5 separate regions of the Mus musculus genome follow, and all the other regions are linked to region 1. The links are chromatin contacts, called in public ChIA-PET, HiChIP or PLAC-seq and promoter capture Hi-C maps. All regions are on one chromosome and are shown on one strand. Each heading gives the region's core, a stretch centred on a gene start, on an enhancer-like site or on the middle of the called end of the contact. The rest is flanking DNA. Distances are from core to core; before and after follow the strand shown.

The links. Promoter capture Hi-C pulls out the DNA fragments that hold promoters and counts their contacts. ChIA-PET counts read pairs in DNA pulled down with a chosen protein or histone mark. HiChIP or PLAC-seq counts read pairs in DNA pulled down with a chosen protein or histone mark.
Region 2: a contact with region 1 is called in an RNA polymerase II ChIA-PET map of memory CD8 T cells, with 9 read pairs. The contact joins the promoter of F8a here to the promoter of Slc6a8 in region 1. A contact is called at or near these places in 2 of 39 promoter capture datasets (both in the 3T3-L1 cell line) and 2 of 115 datasets of contacts at active chromatin or transcription factors (astrocytes and memory CD8 T cells).
Region 3: an RNA polymerase II ChIA-PET map of memory CD8 T cells shows a contact between it and region 1, with 19 read pairs. The contact joins the promoter of Irak1 here to the promoter of Slc6a8 in region 1. A contact is called at or near these places in 8 of 39 promoter capture datasets (the 3T3-L1 cell line, the HPC-7 cell line, cranial neural crest and 4 more), 2 of 484 Hi-C or Micro-C datasets (both in embryonic stem cells), 3 of 115 datasets of contacts at active chromatin or transcription factors (effector CD8 T cells, embryonic stem cells and memory CD8 T cells) and 2 of 9 other capture datasets (adipose tissue and liver).
Region 4: a promoter capture Hi-C map of pre-B cells shows a contact between it and region 1. The contact joins the promoter of Hcfc1 here to the promoter of Slc6a8 in region 1. A contact is called at or near these places in 16 of 39 promoter capture datasets (the 3T3-L1 cell line, the C10 cell line, cranial neural crest and 8 more), 6 of 484 Hi-C or Micro-C datasets (the C2C12 cell line, CD8 T cells, the G1E-ER4 cell line and 3 more), 16 of 115 datasets of contacts at active chromatin or transcription factors (the NIH/3T3 cell line, effector CD8 T cells, embryonic forebrain and 9 more) and 3 of 9 other capture datasets (adipose tissue, embryonic stem cells and liver).
Region 5: a contact with region 1 is called in an H3K27ac HiChIP or PLAC-seq map of extraembryonic endoderm stem cells, with 5 times the contacts expected there. The contact joins the enhancer-like site here to the promoter of Slc6a8 in region 1. A contact is called at or near these places in 8 of 39 promoter capture datasets (the 3T3-L1 cell line, the C10 cell line, the HPC-7 cell line and 5 more), 1 of 484 Hi-C or Micro-C datasets (embryonic stem cells), 2 of 115 datasets of contacts at active chromatin or transcription factors (embryonic stem cells and extraembryonic endoderm stem cells) and 1 of 9 other capture datasets (liver).

Annotation. Positions count from the first base shown.
Region 1 is chrX:73,671,851-73,674,550 of GRCm38.p6, forward strand. Slc6a8 (solute carrier family 6 (neurotransmitter transporter, creatine), member 8) reads left to right here and starts at 1,283. Exons shown (of 13, transcript NM_001142809.1): 1 at 1,283-2,200. The coding sequence starts at 1,939. It overlaps Gm32261 (predicted gene, 32261), which reads right to left and starts at 2,452. Exons shown (of 3, transcript NR_166888.1): 1 at 2,179-2,452; 2 at 829-964.
Region 2 is chrX:73,227,046-73,229,754 of GRCm38.p6, forward strand. It overlaps F8a (factor 8-associated gene A), which reads left to right and starts at 1,261. Exons shown (of 1, transcript NM_007978.3): 1 at 1,261-2,709. The coding sequence starts at 1,271. The coding sequence ends at 2,416.
Region 3 is chrX:74,022,537-74,025,236 of GRCm38.p6, forward strand. Irak1 (interleukin-1 receptor-associated kinase 1) reads right to left here and starts at 1,385. Exons shown (of 15, transcript NM_001177973.1): 1 at 1,074-1,385; 2 at 830-997; 3 at 530-661; 4 at 313-416; 5 at 1-128. The coding sequence starts at 1,209. It overlaps Mir5132 (microRNA 5132), which reads right to left and starts at 1,062; the gene lies at 992-1,062. It overlaps Mir718 (microRNA 718), which reads right to left and starts at 1,400; the gene lies at 1,313-1,400.
Region 4 is chrX:73,965,065-73,967,764 of GRCm38.p6, forward strand. Hcfc1 (host cell factor C1) reads right to left here and starts at 1,293. Exons shown (of 26, transcript NM_008224.4): 1 at 747-1,293. The coding sequence starts at 939.
Region 5 is chrX:73,997,958-74,000,702 of GRCm38.p6, forward strand. No RefSeq gene overlaps it. Among named protein-coding and RNA genes, the nearest start is that of Mir5132, 24 kb to the right of the region's middle. Within about 2 kb of position 1,469, at least 184 of the 459 cell types and tissues checked have an H3K27ac peak or open chromatin away from gene starts, as enhancers often do. A contact at or near this core is called in the HPC-7 cell line, embryonic stem cells, extraembryonic endoderm stem cells and 2 more, where this site is marked.

The DNA of each region.
Region 1 (2,700 bases), core at 33-2,532:
GCAAATACACACACACACACACACACACACATACACACACACACACACACACACGAGAGAGAGAGAGAGAGAGAGAGAGAGAGAGAGAGAGAGAGAGAGAGATCTTCCTGATAGCCTGGGTGGAGATGCTGCCCCTCCTTCCCTCACCTATCAGGCTCAATCTGGCTCTGGCTGGAACTGCTTTTCTTTCTAAAGCTGCCGGATGGCTGCGGGCTTAGCTTGATGGGATGAGCCATCTGGGGACTTTGGTGTCTGATCAGATCAAGGAATTTGGGATTGAAATGGGCACGCCTCACCTTTCTAGTCCACCCCAGGCTAGTGTTGGCCTTGGAAAATTCCCAAGAAGCTGCTCTGCTGATGAAGAGGCCTAGAAGTCCCTGAGCAGGCAGGTTACTGAGCTTAGAGGGAGGGTCTGTACATCTACCAGGCACCAGGGGGCAGCCTCACCCTATTCTTACCCCAGTATCTATAGATCACAAGCCCTACCCACCCCCACATCAGGCAAAAGGTGGACAAAAGGTGAGTTATCATGGAGTCCCCTTCTGTACCTTGGTGACAAATTGTAACTCTGATCTTCGACCAAGCAAGCTACCCTTTGCCCACTCTGGAGACAAACAGAAATTGATCACACACAAAGCTGATACCATGATCCTCAGCCTCCAGGCTGTATCTTTGAGGAGGCCTAAATGTCTTGAGACAGCTCAGTACTTCTGGCAAAGTTCCACAGAACTCTTGGAGGACGATTCCCCCCCCCCCCCCACACACACACACACACTCCAGGCCAGCGCAGGGACAGTCCTTCAGAAGGCAATCGCACAGGGCACTTACTTTGGTGCAGGGACCAAGAAACTTTGCACCTGGATATCCAACTCTCCCTAGGTCCTAATTGGGAAGTGAAGAGGAAACATTAGGCAGGCAGGACAACCTTGGTGAAGGATGGTCCACCGGGAAACGAGATTCCAGGCTAGAAAGAGTGGAGAGAAGGGAGAAGGACTAAGGATGTCTGGAGGTCAACTAGAGACTCCGTTTTCCTGGTGGTTCAGAAAAACCTGAGGGGACTTTGACCCGACCTGAGCCAGGTGATCCTGGAACGAATGGAGGTTCGGCCCACGAAAAGAAAGTGCTGGCCAGCGCCCCAGGTAGCAGCCATCCTGCTCCCAACTGGAGCAGCGTCTCCTCTAGAGGAGGAGGTAGGCGGAGTGACAGGGAGGGCGGGATGGAGGGGGAGGGGGGGAGCGGTCGGGTCGTGGGGGTGGGGCGACAGTGACATCACCGGGAGTTGGTTCTTAAGCAGCAGCGGGTCGCGTCGGGAAAGAGAGGGACAGTTGGAGTGCCAAGGCGAGTCTTTGAGTCCGCCGCGGCCCGGAGAGCGGCTGTAGCCGCCGCCGCCGGGAAGGAGGGGGCTAGTCGTACCCGGGACCACCGGAGCCGCCAGCGCCAGGAGAGCCGCAAGCGAACAGGACAGCCACTTGGGGCTGGGCCGGGGCCGCGGGCCTCAGGCCCCTTGCTCCGGCCGCCGCTTGCAGACAGTGGGCTTCCGATGCCACCCGCGACGCGCTAGGGTGAGCCTCCGGCAGGGCGAGCAGTCCTCGCTGCAGCCGCCACCGCCGCCCGAGCCGCGGGCAGGAGTCTCGGGAGCCGCCGCCGCCCGGCCAGGCTCCACCGCCGCCCGCGCGCTCCCGGGCCCCCGACACACATGAGATTCTTCAGGCTCACTTTCAAGTGCTTCGTGGACTGCTTCTGACTGCGCCGCCCCCGCCGTCCCGCACCCCTCCCGCCCACCCGTCGCCCCGTCCCCCGGCCCGGCCGCCCCCGAGGCCCCCGGGCGGGCCCGCGCTTTCGGGGCCCTCTCTCCAGGTGCCACCGGAGCCCCCTCGCCCGCCCGCCACCCTCGAGGCGCCGCGACCCCCGGCCCGGCCTCACGGCCCCGCTGGGGCCATGGCGAAAAAGAGCGCTGAAAACGGTATCTATAGCGTGTCTGGTGACGAGAAGAAGGGTCCTCTCATCGTGTCCGGGCCCGACGGTGCCCCAGCCAAGGGCGATGGCCCTGCGGGCCTGGGGGCGCCTGGCGGCCGCCTTGCAGTGCCACCGCGAGAGACTTGGACACGCCAGATGGACTTCATCATGTCGTGCGTGGGCTTCGCCGTGGGCCTCGGTAACGTGTGGCGCTTCCCCTACCTGTGCTACAAGAACGGCGGAGGTGAGTGCCTTGCCCCTGAGCATCCTGGCTTTTCATCAGGGACCAATTCCAACCCCAGCCTGCCACAGGCCCACCAGAGCAGTGGGGCAAAGTCCAGAGGGTAGGGAGGCCCGCCCAAAGCGGGTGGAGGCCATGGTGCCCCCTCACCAACCAAGCGTTCTGTGACCCAGCACAGCGGCCTCCACCCCCCTCACCGGTCATGTGCCTGGCAGTGTGGAAGAGAGGCAATCAAGGGTAGCTTCCAGATGAACTGAGGGGCTGCCTCTCAGACTTCCAGTCCAAACTGGGAGTGATTGGCCACTGAGGTGGGAAGGGAAGCCCTGCCCCCCAATGGAGGGGGCTCTAGGAGGTGAGGAGCCCTAGTTGCCCTCATGGGTCAGGCACACAAGTGACACATTGTGTGGACCCCCCCACGTGTACACATAGGAATACGTACACACACACAATGGGCCACTCTGTCCCTCCCCCACACTCTCCTCTACCCTCCCTCTTCTCCCTTT
Region 2 (2,709 bases), core at 11-2,510, 440 kb before region 1:
CCTAAAGTACATATGTGATATATCACTGTTCTATGGGATAGGTTGTCATTTAAGAGAGAAATTGGTATACTGGCTTTTTTCAGAGGGAGGGAGGGCAGGAGGGCAGGAGGGATGGAGGGAGAGAGAGACAGAGAGAGATTGATCAAGACATTGATGGTTTTTAAAAATTATTTCTTTATGTGTCTGTGTGTTTTACTGGGAAATGAACTCAGGTCCTCTGCAAGAGCAACAAATGCTCTTAAGCAGTAAGCTTTCTCTCAGGCCTCCATTGATGCTTTTAAATGATAGGTCTGCTATGCACAATTCTATTTTTTGGTTCACGATAAGAGTAGAAAATTAACACATCCTTTATTTGCTGAGTTCATTTGACTTTTGGATCAATGGATTGCTTTTTTAGAATTTGGAGGATAGGATCCAAGTGTATCACACCATGAAAAACTAAGGAGAAGACAAGAGAATTTGCGAAATGAAAATTAGCTTCTGTTGTACATCTTGACAAATTATTTTCAGGCACGTAATTCTCTACTAGGTGCAAGTATATAATCCTTTATATATAAATTTAATAATGTACACTCCCCCCTTTTGTTCAAGTTCTGGTAGGTAATCATTTGGACTAATTGAGATAGTTCAAAATAAAGTAAAAGGAATCCCTTCTTTGTTTTTAAATACTTGGTATAAATTGAAACACATGCATGTACAATAGCTAATTTAAAGTGCCTTTGGTAGTGCATGTCCTGCTAAAAATCCTTCATGAAAACTCTTTCAAAATCAATGTGTATATGATTGCAGGTGATATGTATATCAATGTGTATATGATTGTAAATAAGCTGTAAACTAGCAAAGGCTCCCACCATGGCAGGACCTGTACTAGCTTGCTCAGTCAGGTCTCATGTTTGTTGAGGAAGTGAGGGGTACGATGCTAATCCTGGCAGCAGAGAAATCCTTTGCATATTTGACTGGCACTGGACCCGCCCCCTCCATTTGCGTCACTCAAGCCCCACCCCCGCAGAATTTAATTCCATACGGGGACTGTTTGGGTAGGCACCCAGCCCTTCTTCCTTGATTGGCTTTTATAGTCCTCCATATCCCTCCTTCAACAGCACTTTGCACATCACTGTGGCTACAGCAGAGCGCTGGGGCGCCTGAGGCGGAAGCGGAGGTGATGAATTGTGATCCCATTGTGGGCTAGGCGCAGCGTAGCGTTAGTCATAGCTGTTCCCCCTCAGCCCTCCCTCAACCGGAAGTAAGGCGGCGCGGCTAGCCGGTCAACATGGCTGCGGGCTCTGCGTCCTCCTTGGGCGGCGGTGCCTGGCCAGGCTCAGAGGCTGGGGACTTCTTGGCACGCTATCGGCAGGTGTCCAACAAGCTCAAGAAGCGCTTCTTGAGGAAGCCGAACGTGGCCGAGGCCGGGGAGCAGTTCGCCCAGCTAGCCCGGGAGCTGCGCGCCCAGGAGTGCCTGCCTTATGCTGCCTGGTGCCAGCTGGCTGTGGCGCGCTGCCAGCAGGCGCTCTTCCATGGGCCCGGGGAAGCGCTGGCCCTCACAGAGGCGGCCCGACTTTTCCTGCGGCAGGAGTGCGACGCGCGCCAACGCTTGGGCTGTCCCGCCGCCTACGGGGAGCCTCTGCAGGCGGCCGCCAGCGCCCTCGGCGCCGCTGTGCGCTTGCACCTCGAGCTCGGCCAGCCTGCCGCCGCTGCTGCACTGTGCCTGGAACTAGCTGCTGCCCTTCGCGCAGTGGGCCAGCCGGCCGCTGCTGCCGGTCACTTTCAGCGGGCTGCCCAGCTGCACCTGCCCCTGATGCCACTGGCCGCACTGCAAGCGCTTGGTGATGCTGCCTCCTGCCAGCTGTTGGCGCGCGACTACACAGGCGCCCTGGCGCTATTTACACGCATGCAACGCCTGGCACGGGAGCATGGGGGCCACCCGGTACAGCAACTCGAGCTGCTGCCGCAGCCGCCTTCTGGGCCCCAGCCACCCCTGTCGGGACCCCAGCCGAGACCTGTCTTGGGCTCGACCTTGCCCCTCCCGCAGCCCCCGGACCACGCCCCAGGCTCTGTTGCGCCTTCACCTGGCACACTCGGTGCCTTTGCTGACGTCCTAGTCAGGTGTGAGGTGTCCCGTGTACTGCTGCTGCTGCTCCTGCAACCACCACCTGCCAAGCTGCTGCCCGAGCATGCCCAGACCCTGGAGAAGTACTCCTGGGAGGCTTTCGATGGCCATGGCCAGGATACCAGCGGCCAGCTTCCTGAGGAGCTGTTTCTGTTATTGCAGTCTCTGGTCATGGCTGCCCAAGAAAAGGACACTGAAGGCATCAAGAAGCTGCAGGTGGAGATGTGGCCACTGCTAACCGCTGAGCAGAACCACCTCCTCCACCTCGTTCTGCAGGAAACCATCTCTCCCTCTGGACAGGGTGTCTGATAAGTCACCTTCTTACCAACTTGTTTTATCTTTGGGGACAGGTGATGAAACATGTGATCTAGCTTCTGTTTTTTTTGTCTGTTTTTGTCTTGTTTTTCTTTTCATTTCTATTGCTGCCATGTTAATTTGGCTTTGTGTGCCTAGCAAGTTACTTAAATTAGTGCCCTCCAATTCCATCCATTATTGCCTCGAATGAGAAAACTTCATCCTTAAGGCTGGAGGAGATTCTACGGAGTAATCTTTCTTTATGCATCTGTCAGTTGCTAGATAATGTTGATTCATTTTCCTGGCTG
Region 3 (2,700 bases), core at 135-2,634, 350 kb after region 1:
CCACCCTCTCCAATCCTGAGTTCTTCAGAGAAGTTGCAGGTGCCTTGGGAAATCTCACAGAAGGGCCAGCAAAACGGGGAGGGATGGGCTCTTTGGAGGCCAGACACTGGGCTCTCTGGGCTTGACTGCTGGAAGAGACCATGGACCAGGCGAGGACCCTATCTATTCCCTTTGGTCCAGGTTGAAAGCTCCCTTCAACACTAGTTGTCTCTCAGATGACCTGGCTGTGCTGATTTGGGCTCTGTGGTACACCAAAGGTTAAGTTTCTTCCTCTTTGTCTGGAAAATTCCCTGGGGGTTAAGAGACACCTACCTTGGTGGAGGAAGGGGCTGAAGATGGTAGTGGTGGCCCGAGGGAAACAGGGAGTGGAACCTGGAGGAGCTCTGACTCAGAATGGGTCTGGGAGCCTGGAAAAGCTTCATAAAGATGGCAGTGAGAGGCAGAGACCAGCAGCAGTCTACAGCCATGTCAGCAGTCATGGTGGCCTTTTCCTCAGGCATATCAAGCCCAACACCCGGGTTCTTTTTACCTGGGGAGAGGAAGGTGGAGGCAGAGGACTGCAATTTCCGGGGGCTCCAGTCCCCGGCCTCAGAGCCTGCAGAGATGCTGCTGGGCCTTGGGGCAGCGGTGCTTGGGGGCACAACGGGGGCAGGAGGGTGCCCTGGGATAACAAGGAAGGAAAGGAGGGTTGTGACTCAGAGCTCTCTATCTCTAAGTGAAGGGGTGGGGGGGGGGGAGTTCCCATATGGTTCCCTGTCTCAGGAAACTCTGTACCCGTCACCCCTCTTGGGTTCCCATCCCTAGGGTCCCTGGGGCTATGCTCGCTCACAGGCTGTGATGATGTCCCTCGCACGCAGCAGCTGCAGGTGCGTGAGGATGTGAACGAGGTCAGCTACGCGCGCGTTGCGGTTGATCCAGGGCCACAGAACACTGGCTGTGCGCTGCTCGGAGCGCTCGCACAGCCGCAGCTCTGTCTGGTCGCGCACGATCAAGGCCGCTGCGGGATGGGGAACATCAGGCTTCAGCTCCAGAAGCCTGAGTCCACCACCCCACGCCGGCCTGCCGTCACCCACCGAACTGGCACCAGTCGGCGGGCTCCAGGGCGTCCATCACTTTGTAGAAGCGGCACATAACCCAGGGTGGCACCTCGTACAAGAAGTGCTGGGCGCCTGGAACCACAGGCTCCCCGGGGCCCGGCCCCCCGGCCATGGCCGCCGCCGCCGCCCCCGGGCCGAGGCCTCTCGGGGCCTCGGCGGGCGCGGGCCTTAGCGGGCCGGGTCCGCGGACACTGACTCACTTCCCCTTCAGGCCGGCCTCGTGCGACACCCGGCCGGGCGGAAGAGGCGGCGCTCGACCCGCCGCCATCTTGCCCTCCGCGGCCTTCCGCCACACGGGGGCGTCCCGCGCCGCCCTTGACGCGGGGAAGGAGCTCTGCTACGTAGGAGGGAGTCCCTAATGGGAGAACCGAGGTCTGTGGTCCTACACAAACATCTGAATAGGGCTGAACAGGATGAAGAATGACTTCCAGTTCTAGAGACAAAGGGCACGATGTTTTTACACGATGTTCTACAAAGGCAGTTTATGCCAAGCCTGGTGAAAGTCACGGAGAGGCTACCCTCGCTTTAGTTGGGGAGCAGTTTGAGAGCCAGCCAAATTGTTGGTCAGTCAGGGTTAAATATGGGTAACAAAATGGCCCTCTGGCAGACTGTAGTCATTTGGTGATAAGGATGGATGCCCTGAGAATGGTCTGGAAGAGTGTATACCATGCTACTGCTTGTGTGCTAGATCTCCATGCCCCCACCACGCCCCCAGGAACCTTCCAGCAGCTGGGCCAGCAAGTGTTAGATCACAGAATCTGCCTGTGCAGGATTCTAATTAGCTTTCCAACTAACACATTTATGTCTCTTAACATACACATGGTGTTCGGCTCTAAATGTCCCTTTCCTTTTTCTGTCACACTTTTATCTTAGTTTGCACTTCTCTCCATAAGGATAGTAGGGTCTAGCAGCTTCTCCTACCCCTTTCTAGAGTAGTTGTTGGTGATACCACCTGTTGTGACCTTTAGCCACATGAATGAGTGTCTCTTGCCTATTCCTCTACTGTTCTCCATTCAGGGTTTTCTTTGGCCTTTTTGGTCACTATGACACACATCTCAGCGCACACTACTTTCTCATTATGCTCTCTGAAGTCCTCTTCATATGAGTGCACTACTCTTAGCATTAGCCATTGCCACTCACCTGCACAGACTGTATGGCTTGGATAGTGCTCCCTGCTCAGGTGGTCTTCCTCAAGTACAAATCACTAAAGCCCAGCTCTTTAAAAGAGCTGTTAGGAAGATGGCATAGCCAGCCTCTGTCCACCCACCTGAACTTATATACACCAACAGCCTTAAGCCAGATAGAACTCTTTAGATGTTGGGCTTGGTGGTACACCCCTTTAATTCCTGCACCCAGAAAACAAAGGCAAGTGAATCTCTGTGAATTTGAGGTTAGCATGGTTTAAGTTCCAGGTCAGCCAGGGATACAAAGTGCAACCCTACCTCAGATCAAGACCAAACCTGAAAAAAACAAACAAACAAAAAACAAAACAAACAAAAAACCCAAACCCTGTTTAGTAGGTGTCCTGAAAAGAACTTATTCTGTTCTGAAATTGAGTTTGCATATACACCCCTGCTGTAGCCATTCCTGATAAGATTGAACA
Region 4 (2,700 bases), core at 43-2,542, 290 kb after region 1:
TCTCTCTCTCTCTCTCTCTCTCTCACACACACACACACACACACACACACACACACACACACAAAAGACACACTGAGCCCTCCAGTCTGCTATGGGGGGCGGGGTGGGGGAACTCAATTGTTAAGGCACCAGATTAGGAAAAGAAATAATTTGAAGGAAAAAAAAACTACAAAAATTCACAACTGGTACAATACCCCCATGTGTGTGTAGGGGGGGGCAGTATAGTCATCATGCCATTCGTATTTGCCACGAGGGTCTCATTAGTCTGTTAAAAGCCTGCACCTTAAAGAATGCTTCCCTCTTTTTTTCTGGGTGTAGAGAACGGATCTGTGATCTAAATATTATCTTTTCTCCCGAACGAGCATGGGCGCTGGAGATGAGGACTATCGCAGGAGGGGGGAGGATTCCGCCTGCGCCAAGAGAACACATCCGCTGCCGCGCCAGCCCCAGCCCACTGGGTAACGGTGTACGTCTGAAGTCACTGTCGCCCGCGACATCCCCTCCCCCTCACCAGTCGGAGTAGAGGGTTTCTCTAAGTACCGAAATGCAACCTTTAAACACAGAAGAGTACGGGGGTGTAAGAACGGGGGTTGAAAAATCAGGGAGAAAGCAAAGATGGCAATAAGTGCAAAGAGAGAAGGAAAACACATCAGGGGAGTGAGATAGGAAAAGAGAAGATAGGGAAAAGAAGGGTTAGGAGAGAGATGGAGGGAAGACTTTGAGAAACCCAGGGCGGTAGCACTTACCAGTGTTGTACACGTGTAGTTCGTCCACTATCCCCTCGTTGCCGCCGCCAAACACCACTATAAGCTCCTTGATAGCCACTGCACGGTGGCCGTGGCGGGGTCGGGGCACGGGACCCGACCAGCCCACCACCCGTTTCCAGCGGGGCTGCAGAAGCACCGCTGGCAAGTTTGCGGGAGACACAGCCGAAGCCATAGTTCCGGTTAAGGATGCAGTGGGAAGAGGTCACTGAATGGGAGGATACCCTTAATTCTTCACACACCCCCTTTCGTCTAAGGCAGCTCTCACGAAGAAGCGGCTCCTTACACAGCGGTGGACGACTCCATGGAGGCCGCCATCTTAACTATCCTCCTTCCTTTGGCTCTTCCCCCCCTTCTCACTCAGCTCGTATCCTTAAAAGCTTCTCAGAACTGCAGAGCACCTATTCCCGAGAAGCTGGAGGCCACTGAGCGCCGTCGCTCTAACTATTTGCCTGGGTGTTCCCGCTTAGAACCTCGAGCAGGAGGCTCTGGGAGCCGCCATCTTGAGCCGCCTCTCTCTCCTCCCTTCCTCAGTCGTAGCCCTCCCCCGCCGGAAATGGCGGAGCCCCGGCCCGGTTCCCACACCCCCCGTCCCCAGCACTGGCTGGCTTCCGGGGCGGGTGGAAAAGAGCCACAAATGCCGCGGTTGTCTCAACTTCGCCGACAGTCAGACCACAATTGTGGAAGCCGCCATCTTGAAACCGTCCTGCTTCCCCACCCAGCACTTAGTACAACCACCGATCGCAGAACCCCAACGTTCCTAAGTAATAAAGGCGTGTCAGAGGCTGGCGGAACGGGCTCCAACTCTCAGTTGCTGCTCGAAGCCCCGACCCGTATGGCTCGAGAGGTTTTGCACCTCTCCCTTGAGTCCGCCTCTGCTATTCAGGCTGTGGCGGCCGCCCTGGGAGCCGCCATCTTGAGACTAGCTTCTCTTCCCCCCCCCACCCCACCTATCCTCTTCTTCCTGGACAGTTCTTCCACAGCAAACCAAACGCAAGGCAGCGTCCAATCCTCGCTTCCCTCCTTAAGACTCCTTCCCACAGGAGCCGCTCGAAAGAGCAGGAGTTAAGACCCGAAGTGACAATTGTACGGCAGAAGAAGCGGTAACGGCAGGGCGATCATGCCTCCTCCCTGGGAGCCGCCATCTTGTGTGAAGAAGTAACAACTAAACATGGCGGCTATCGGGCGAGGGGGCGGGGTCAGAAGACGTCACCTTTCCCCCTCCTCCCCGCCTTCGCACGTCTTTGACTCTGGTCTCAAGCCTCTTAAAGGACCCAAAGCTCATAAAGAATTAAAAGCTTCTTTAAAAACCAGTGCGTTGTCTATTTGCGGGCGAGTTGGTGCTCTGTGCAGTAAGCTAGAGACAGTAGAGTTCAGGTCAGGTGCAGTAGTGCCCCGCCCTGCACTCCCCCCCACCAGGGCTCTTCCACGCCTCCACTCTGGGAGTCGCCATCTTGCCACTTCCCCACGCCCGGTCGTCTGCGGGCGTCAATAGCGAGTTTCAGCACAAAACAAAGATGGCCGCGGCATCTAGGGATGCCCGGATGAAAATCTAACTCCGTTCAGTCGCTTGGCCACGCCCCCTGGGAACTGTCTCCCAGGTCGCTGATGGGACACAAACCAGAGAAATGGCCTTTAACTAGCAGTGGCGGCATGACACATGGTAGTTAAGGGTGGCAAAGAATACTGCGATTGCACCCTTTGCTGAGAAGCATCTCTTTTCCCGCTCCGAACACTCTGCGACACTTAGAACCCAGCTACAGCGGGTAGCTGCAGGCGGGGCCAGAGCGGAAGGTGACGCCATGAGCTCACAGGGGCGGAGCTGCTGCCCGCTCCCAGGAGCGCCAGCAACACCCCGAGGCGTCTCCACATCCGCCCGCGCCTCCCGAAGGACTCGGCCACGCGCTCTGAATTGCAGCGCACCAGGCTACCCGCA
Region 5 (2,745 bases), core at 219-2,718, 330 kb after region 1:
TCTTAAATGTTTTAACATCTTTTAGCCCACCATCTACCAGAGGTAGTGGCAAAGAAAGGATATGGGGCAAGTGGACCTGTTTAGAAAGGTTCTTTGGAGCAACTCCCATTTGTGTTGTCTGGAAATCGGCAGTTTCGTTTAGAGGTCAGCAGTGGCAGCTCCGTCTACTCACAAACACTTCATGGGTACACCAGCAGTCCAGGTCCATAGAGTCAGGACAGCAGACAGGAATCAGCAGCAGTGGCACTACCAACAGAGACAGCCAGGCCTCTGCCTAGGCACAAGTCAGTAGGAAGGAGGGACTAAGAAGGACACCAAGAGAAGTTCTAGGTTGTGACTCTCTCATTCTGCCAATCATCCTGAGTCCTTGGAAGCTGCAAGAAACTGTAGCAACATCACCAGAAGGTTTTTGGTGCATTTCTCTCTATGGAGTCCCAACAAATGCAGCTCAACTACATAATGAAAGGTGGACCAATACATGTGTGTCATTAGCAAAGAATCCTTCATCACGTGCTTGCGTTAGCAGAACATACTTCCTCCTGTCTGCTTCAGCTAAAAGTTCCTTCATGAGTCTGCCTTAGCCTTTCACCTGTGTCCACTTTAAGGAAACATTCCTTCATGTGTTTGCCCCAGCAAAACACCACCTAACATAACTGACTTTCCAAGGAACCATTAAGTTTCCACCTCACCTGGGAATGTAGCTCAATTCAGAAAGTGCTGCACAAGGCCCTGGGTTCGAACCTCAGTCTGCACAAACCAGGTGTGGTAGCACAAAGCACTCTCAAGGATGCAGGAGAATCAGAACTTCAAAGCCACCCTCAGCTTCATAGGAAGCTAGAGGCCAGCCTGAGTAACAAGAAAACGTTATCTCAAGACAACAATCAAAAAGGCAAATTCCACAAGGAAACCTGCTGATTTTTTTTATTTTCGAGGCAGGATTTCTCTGTATAGCCCGAGCTGTCCTGGAATTCCCTCTGTAAACCACCAGTTTGGCCTCAAACTCACAGGGATCCATCTGCCTCTGCCCCCAGAGAGTTGGGATTAAAGGAATGTTACTATGCCCACTTACACCTAATTGTAAGCTGATTAAAAGAGAAGGAGTGGAAGAAGGAAAGGGAGGGAAGAAGAGAGAAGTAGGGAGGGAGAAAGGGGAAGGGGGAGGGGGCAGGGAGAGGGAATGCCCAACCCCCTGACAACATGTAAATAAGTAACAACAATGGGTTTTTTCACTTTCTAGATTTGCAAAGGTGATCCTTTTGCTAATGTCTAATGCTTTAGAGGCCACTATGGCTACATCTATTAAGAGTCAGCATTCTCTTTTCTAAACATATACTTGTTCTAGACAATAAAAGAAAGCAGGCAACATGGTAGCAACATGGGAGCTGCTTCTGACCCAAGCTGGCTTCACTGCTGCTGTCTTGCTGTCTTGCTCAATGGTTGCCTTAGAAACAAGCTGGGGAGAGGGGGAGTCATTTATCTCCAGCAGCCATTAAAGCAGTGACTCAGCAGAAAACCGAACCCAAGAGAGAGACTTCCAGTCGCTGCTTTTGCCTGACTTTAATTCTCTCTGAGAAAAACAACAGTGAGGGCATATTTCCAGTGTGACAGCTGCAGTCTTGACGATATGATTTTTTAAAATGAATAAAGGCGGTAGAAAGATGCAATCCTTCTCTTCTGGTTTCTAAGTGAGCAGAGTAGCTTCCCCTAACCCTGCCCCCATAGATTAACAGTCCCTTTCACGTCCAGATTGTCTTTATCTCTACTTAATATGCAATCTCTACTGACTACAGCTTCATTCTAGACCCTCCTGCTGACAGTGTAAAACAAGCTTTCTTTTACAAAGGTTTGCTCAAGACAGTTTTAGCAACTGGCGTTCTATAGACCACAGCATGGCTCTCGTAGATTTTTAGAAAAGAGAAGGAATAATAATAAATAATAATAATAATAATAAATGGGCCGGGTGTGGTGGCGCACGCCTTTAATCCCAGCACTCGGGAGGCAGAGGCAGGTGGATTTCTGAGTTCGAGGCCAGCCTGGCCTACAAAGTGAGTTCCAGGACAGCCAGGGCTAAACAGAGAAACCCTGTCTTGAAAAACCTAAAAAAAAAAAAAAGAAAAAAAAAGAAAAACTACTAAAGGAAACATTACTAAAACATTACTGGTCCTGTTGCTGAGTTATCAGTCATATTTAAACTCAGAAAGCCAGGTGAGGTGATGCCTACATTTAGGAAGCAGAGGCAGGCAGGAGGATCAATATTTGAGGCCAGCTTTGGCCAACCTTGTCTCAAACAAACAACCAAACCTAAACCCTAGGAATAAACAATTCAACTGAAAAACTAAGGGCCAAACATTGGGTTTGATCCGATGTTGTTCTGCTTTGACTGGGGCCAGACCTGACTAGAAGGAGGGTAAACCAAAGGGAGTTTAACATCTGAGATGGGAAGGTCAAAGATTAGTTTTGGCAAGTGATCCTTTGTAGTGAGAATTCTGGAATTTTGGTTTCTTTAAAAAACCACAGAAATAGAATGTGTGTTTGTTTTAATCCCAGGTGTGGAATATGGGGCTACTTTGGACTGTCTGCAGTGGCTATGATATGCCTCATGCTCTAGCAGGGGCATGGTTTTGCCAGCTGCAGATAGTTTCTGTGATTGTGTGACATTTGGAATTCTGGGAATTTTTCAGAGGGTATATAAATGCTAGAGGCCCATAGGCAGAGTTGGTGGTTGGTGGTCATTTGGTGGGGGTT